Linked DNA regions of Rattus norvegicus: region 1 is linked to region 2. Evidence: chromatin contacts called from public Hi-C data. All regions are on one chromosome and are shown on one strand. The core of a region is the stretch at or near the end of the contact, and the rest is flanking DNA. Distances in the headings are between cores, read along the strand shown.

The links. A called contact is a pair of places that touch in the nucleus more often than the background predicts.
Region 1: a Hi-C map of liver shows a contact between it and region 2, with 2.4 times the contacts expected there. The contact joins two enhancer-like sites. A contact is called at or near these places in 2 of 12 Hi-C or Micro-C datasets (kidney and liver).

What each region holds. Positions count from the first base shown.
Region 1 is chr13:71,575,982-71,579,586 of GRCr8, reverse strand. All of the region lies in intron 1 of Ralgps2 (Ral GEF with PH domain and SH3 binding motif 2), which reads left to right. Among named protein-coding and RNA genes, the nearest start is that of Ralgps2, 29 kb to the left of the region's middle. Within about 2 kb of position 2,271, at least 1 of the 93 cell types and tissues checked has an H3K27ac peak or open chromatin away from gene starts, as enhancers often do. A contact at or near this core is called in liver, where this site is marked.
Region 2 is chr13:71,503,664-71,507,000 of GRCr8, reverse strand. Ralgps2 (Ral GEF with PH domain and SH3 binding motif 2) reads left to right here. Exons shown (of 20, transcript NM_001401396.1): 11 at 2,222-2,289. It also overlaps a transcript of Angptl1 not described here. Among named protein-coding and RNA genes, the nearest start is that of Angptl1, 8.0 kb to the left of the region's middle. Within about 2 kb of position 1,965, at least 2 of the 93 cell types and tissues checked have an H3K27ac peak or open chromatin away from gene starts, as enhancers often do. A contact at or near this core is called in liver, where this site is marked.

The DNA of each region.
Region 1 (3,605 bases), core at 1,022-3,521, 72 kb before region 2:
AGCTGTCCTTCATGATTTAAATACGGAAGAGCGCTGTCCTAAGGGTTGCTTTCTCTTGCTGAACTGACGCCTCACTGTTGCTGCGTTTCCTTTTGTTATTAGTCTGTGTATATGCCACAGCATGCATGGAGGCTGGAGAACAATTGGTTTCTCTCTTGTCTAATGTGGGTTCCAGGCTTGAACTTCTATATCCAGGCTTGTGTGACTGCTGCCTTTCCATGCTGAGCTATCTCACCTGTGCAGTTTTTTTATTTCTTACTTGTTATGATCCATTTGAATATTTAAAATGTAAGGTTTCTTTTTCCTGAAGCTAACACAATATTTTTAAATTATGGGATATCATTTCACATCAATTCCAGTAAAAGCTGAAAGCAGTTTGCTTGACACCAGATGACCTAACAGTATTTGAGTCAAACTGGAATCATGGGACTTTGATGAAGATAATGCAGATGCTTCTGCTGTAAATAGTCACCATGATGGCAGATCATTCTATGAAAAAGCCACCCATATTTTGATCCGATTCATAGATACTCAACATTTCATTGGTTACTGAGTAGTATACATTTATTATTATATACATGAGCAGGATGAGGCTGACAGTTAATGGTGTTGAAGAATAAAAGCCAACAGTACAAAATGAAAGTTTTCTGATAAACTTCAAACTAAAGTAGACTGTATAACTGCAGCTAGAGGAGAGATGGGGAGGCATCGGAAACCTTGTCGTTATAGACTCAAGTCTGGAGACTTCCCTAGTCAGAGTAACGAGTCAAGAAGTAACAGCATAGTGGGATCTGCAAACCCAGCAATGATGACATCTGAGCCTGGCACTAAGTCTCTGCAAGTCATGTTCCCTAGTGGAAGTCTTACAGTATAGTGTTCCACACAGAGAAGGGTGTATTTGTATACATAGACACAGGAGCTAAAGGAAGTGAAGTTTAGTTACATGCAAAGGCCATAGTAGGTAGCTCTGCACTCCGATCAATTGATAGGGAATCTTTTTGTCAACTTTTATCCCTTATTTGCTTTTTTTTTTCTTTTCTTTTTTTTCGGAGCTGGAGACCGAACCCAGGGCCTTGTGCTCACTAGGCAAGCGCTCTACCACTGAGCTAAATCCCCAACCCCCCTTATTTGCTTATTGAGGGAGAAAAGAAACATCCTTTGTTTGGTATTGGAAGCACCCTGAAAAGATGCTCACTTTAGAGGCTAGCTGGTTGTGTGCAGTTTGAGGATCTAGTTTGTGAACTGAGGCAAGAGTGAGGCAAGAGTCTAAGAGTACACGCTTCAAGGTTTCCTGTCTAAGGACTGATACTGCTTGTTTGAAAGAAAACAGAAGGCAGCCAGAATAAATGTCTTTAGAAGTAGAAAACAGAGTAAGTTGAAATTAGTTGAACTTAATTAAGAAAATGGTTATTGTGATATTTGTAGTCATAAATGAGAACGCTGCTTTATATTCCTTAGGAAAATGAGATAAACTACAATATATATTTGTCTCATTTGATTTGTATTTTTTTATTAGTTTGCCAGGTAATGGATTTAATATAACTTATTCTCATGAAATCTCATGAAATACTTTAATGACAAAAACTGGCAAAACCAGACATGAGGCTAAAGGATTACCATAGATTTGTTGCCAGCCTATGTTCTGTAGTAAGTTAGACACACACACATACACACACACACACACACACACACACACACACAGAGGGGGGTGGGGGAGGAGAGGGGAAAGGGGAGAGGGGAGGAGAGACCAAGCAAAGAAAACCTGATTCAGGTGTATTGATACTTATTCTAACTGTGTATTACCTCTATTCAGTAAATAGTAAATGTAATGTAAAGATTAAGACTAACATTAAGTTATTCTTTTTGCAATTAAATCAAAATATCTTTCTTAACACTAGGGGGCTCCCTAGATTTATGGATTCCTTTTATATGTCACACAGTAGGAAATCATTTGAAAACATTTCACTACAAAATGAGCGTTGTTGCCAGAAAATATCAGAGATCAGCTTGGGCTCTATAGTAAGTTCTAGACCAGTCTGGTCTGCAGAGTAAGGTGCGGTTTCAAAACTACCCCCGTCTACCCCAGGAGTAAAATTGACAGCAGGCAAAGAATACCTGATTGAATTGTATTAATATATAATTCACTATAAACCTGGGTTTTAAAATACTTGTTTAAGATTGGGTCTTACTGAGTAGCCTGGGCTGGCCTGAAACTGGGTAGCCTAGGCTGGTCTTGGGCTTGTGACCTTTGATCTTTGCCTCCCAGGGTCAGGATTACAGGCATGGCTCAATATACCCAGCACAAGCTGTTGTTTTCCATAGCAGGGCAAGTGTTAGCCTCATCCTAGCCATGGTTTGTGAGGGTAACAAAGCCTGTGTGGTGAGATAGTGTGAGCTAGAAGGAAGTTTCATATTTATTTCCATACTGCCTCTGCAGGTGGATCCTAGATCTGATTAATTCAAATGTATTTATTTTAAAAATTGTAGAATGGTGTTTTGTTCCTCAAAAATACTAAGGCAAATCTGAAGAAATGAAGATAATTTAACATGAGCTTAAAAGCTGCTGTCGGCCGTTATAATTTTGTTTGAAACCCCAGGAGCACGATTTGGTTCATCTGAGAGACATTCTTATTTCTTCTGTGTTAGGATTTTCACGCTGCTCACCAGATGTACTCTGATTGCCTGCAGTGTTTACACAGTCTTGTCTTTTTCCTTTCTTTCCTTACATTCACTGAGTTGATAATGAGAAAGTCCACATCCTCATTGCATTGTCGCAGGACAATGTACCATGCGTAAGGCATCTGTGCTCAGTTTTCTTCACTGCAGCTCTGTGAAGGACATACTCACTGTTGCCCACTTTATACATGAGGAAACAGTACAGAAAAGTTATGTCATATGTAGACTTTAAGCAGTCTTGCTTCAGAGCTCATGATTTCTTTGGGAGTTGGAGGGGAGTCTGCACTGGGAATCGAACTTAGATCCTTAGACTTAGATATTGTACTACCAAGCTGTATCCCCAGCCTCCCCTCCCGCCTCTAGTAAGTTGTCTGGTGCCCTTGAGTTTGTGATCATCCTGCCTCAGACTGCTGCCTAGCTGGGATTTCCAGCTTGCATCACTGGGTCCAGCAGTGCCTGAGCTTTGTAGAGAAAGCGTATAATGGACTTGGTAGAGTATCGTGGACAGTTCAGACTAGGTGTATGGTAAATAGTGTAGAATACTCAACTTACAGTTTCTTTTATGGTAAAAATAGGTATTTAAATTTGGAAATGGACTCAAAGTCTGTTAACCCTGTTATTTTATGGAGAAGAAGAAATTATACTGTGTTATGTAGGAAAGCTAACAGTAAGATCTCAAGGGGACTTTCTGATATCAGTAAGGTAGAAAGAAGTAACGGTCTGAATGGAGAGGATGCCTGGCTGGCTAGCATTTTAGATGAGTCATAGTCCTCTGTCCTCACCTGCCTGCTACTGTCCCAGAGGCTGTTCTCTGTGCTCTAGGGGAATAGTGAAGGCATTTTTGTCAGATTGTGAGTATGGTATTTTCTCTTAATTCGTGTTTTCAGTGGGGTGATAGATTGAGGGTATTCAATAAACCTTATTCTGCT
Region 2 (3,337 bases), core at 716-3,215:
ACTTTAAACACATTTTAACATTCTTAAGTTGTGGAGAACAGACATTCAAAATTGGGGGTTTTGTTTTTTGGGTTTTGGGGGGTTTGGTGTTTTGTTTTTTTCTTATAACAGAATGGAACTGTTTTCCTAAGGAAATTTTTATTTTTCTAAGCAGAAAAAAATTATGCCATTTACAAAATACAAAAAAAAAATTCCTTCTTAGAGGGTTATTTTTAGGCACATCTTTGAAAGTGTTTCCATGGGGTTGGGGATTTAGCTCAGTGGTAGAGCGCTTGCTTAGGAAGCGCAAGGCCCTGGGTTCGGTCCCAGCTCCGAAAAAAAGAACCAAAAAAAAAAAAAAAAAAAAAAAAAGAGTTTCCATGATTTGAGGGTCTACTGAGACTTTTTGTCTCTGAGTTGCTGAGGTACCGTGGTAGGACCATATTTAATCTGTAACACACGGTCCTTTAGGAGGAACCCTTAGGCTGGTAACCATTTCCGCAGCCTTCACATCACAGCTGCCGGGAGAGAGGGCGATGCCTCTTGTTTTCCTTTTGGTTTCATTTGTTGATTTTTTTTTTCTTTCTCCCTTCATCTGCGTATTGTTTTTTGGAAAGTTGTAAGGTGTTTTCTTCTGGTATTAAATATATGAAGCTCTTAAAATACTTTTAATGCACCTAAAATTGTATTGCTTGAAACCTTTATTACCATTTTCTTCCCCATATCATATAACTAACACTTTAAATTTCTCCCTTAACTTTTACATAAAATGTTTATAATAACTCACTTGAACATAATAAGAGGTCAGGTTGGCTTTTTAAGGCTGAAGGTTCATAGACCTCCTGCCTGTGTTGTAACTGTTTTGAGTTTGATGGTCTGGGTCTTAATCCTTACCCTGTTTTCCTGTGCATCTAGTTACTAAGGTAGAATTTATATTTGATAAACACATTTTGTCTAGGGAAATGAGATCAATTATCTTGATGTCCTGAAAATTCAAGATACAAGTATTTATTACTCTCTCTCTTCTGGCCAGAGAAGCTGACTGATGTACAAAGAGTTAAAGTATTGTTAAAAGAATAGGCCAAGCTAACTGTACACAGTTACAGAGAGGGGGAAACTTTACTAACTGTAGCAAGATTGTGATAGAGTTTTGATTTGTTTAATTAAAGCTAGTTGTTTTGTTTTTGAGACAGGGTCTGTCTACTAGTTCTAGCTGTCCTGGAACTCACCGTGTAGACCAGACTGGCCTTGAACTCAGAGGTCCACCTGCCTTTACCTTCTGAGTGTTGGGATCAAAGGCACTGGTGTAAATCTAATTTCATTTTCCTGAAGGACATAGATGTAGGTAGACCAGATATTTCCAGAATGACATGCGACAACCTTCATTTTTATAGGCAGGCAGGTGCATCGTACTGACTTGGTTTTCCTCAGTAGTCAGAACCAGAGCAACCTTAGCTGGTATAGAGCAAACTTTTGCCAGTTACCAAGCTAGTCGCTTAGATTAAAGAAGCAAGGAGATAGTGTACTTGTCCCCAAAGAACTCAGTCTGGTACATGACACATGCCTAGTACCGGTGGAGGTCAGAAGAGCCTTAGATGGTAGTGCATCTCCATGTGAGTGCTGGGACTCTAGCCTGGCTCCTCTGGAAATCAGCCAGTGTTTTTAACCACTGAGCCGTCTCTGCCCTCTTCATGTGGTCTTCGTGGTGGGTGAAAAGAAAGTAAGAAACATTTAACTAATAGAAATGGCATTTATCCAAAGGCCTCTCTCTGTTAGGCAACTTCATTTACTATGGCCAGCATAACTGTTACAGACAACATCTGTGACTTCCAACCAGGTTGAAAAAAACCTTCATTTAGTACCTAGTTTTAGTACAGAACAGGTTTCTTCTTGTTTGTAACTTGGCTTCACTCTTAGGAGAAGGAGGTTTGGTACTATTGATACCTGAGGTAGCAGCCGGTCGCTGCCGTGCTTTCATACTGGTCAGTGTTCTAGCTAATCACTGGAATGTAGCCAGCTCCTCTTCTGTTCTGTCCTGCAAGGGTGCAGTGCTAGGAAGAGCAGGCAGGCTGTGTGCTCAACAGAACGAGTGTGCCGGGGGTGCTGTCTGCTAAGTCATTCCCTAAACTGTCAACCACTGAGCCATCTCTCCAGCTACCTATTGAGTTTTTTGTAAGAAAATGTGACTTTGATATTTTTCCATTACTCATTGTTTCTTATGTTTTGCTCTTCTGGAATGTAGGCTCTCCTTAAAGATAGAACCAGGAGCGAGTACACCGCGCTCAGCTGCCTCCAGGGAAGATCTGGCAGGTTAGTGCATAACTGTTGGTCGGTGCACAATTGTTGGGGAGTGAGCTTCCAAAGTGGGTCCATTATCAATGGTAGACCAGGGAACCTGATCCCAGAGGACAAAACTACACTGTAGAGTAAGTGAAGACTTTGCACGGCTTACACTGCTACAAAAAAGTACCTTTTAAAAATTGTCAGTATAGGGGTTGGGGATTTAGCTCAGTGGTAGAGCGCTCGCTAGAAGGCCCTGGGTTCGGTCCCCAGCTCTGAAAAAAAAAGAAGAAAAAATTGTCAGTATAAACCTTCAGCTAAGCTTCTTAGTACAGATTCTAAAAGTACTTGAAGGCCTGGTTGGTCGCTGGAGGATAAGCTACGCGACAGCGTCTACGTGACAGCGTCTAGATGAAGTGCACTGTGAGCAGGCAGAAGTAACTTGGTCTGTGCCTCTCAAACATGCTTCTCATTCCTTTGCTTGTTTGTGTCTTTTTTTAATGGTTTATTTTATGTATATGAGTACACACCAGAAGAGGGCATCTGATCCCATTACAGATGGTTGTGAGCCACCATTTGGTTGCTGGGAATTGAACTCAGGACCTTTGGAAGAGCAGCCAGTGCTCAATAACCTCTGAGCCATCCCTCCAGCCCTACTTGTTTGTTTCTTAAGACAGGCTCTTACTGTATGGTTTGTGCTAGCCCCTAGCTCACCATCCTCCTGTCTCAGCCTTCCCATTGTGGGATTATAAGTGCACACTTCCATGCCCACTTTTTTTAGACATACTGTCACTCACTGTATAGCCCTGGCTGTCCTGGAACTCCCAGAAATTCACCTGCCACTGGCCGCTGTCTCTCGAGTGCTGAGACTAAGGGTGTGTGCCCATTAAGGAGGAATTTTGAAAGCTATACACTGTGAGGTGTTTGTTATTCACATAAATCAATTCCAGTGTCAGACAATGTAGATAATCTCTAACTTGAGCACTTGACTTAGCTTACACATTTCTTTAAGTGAAACTCAAAGCTATGTATAAAAAAGCCTGGTATCAAATTGAAACCACTGAATCTAGGATTCAGA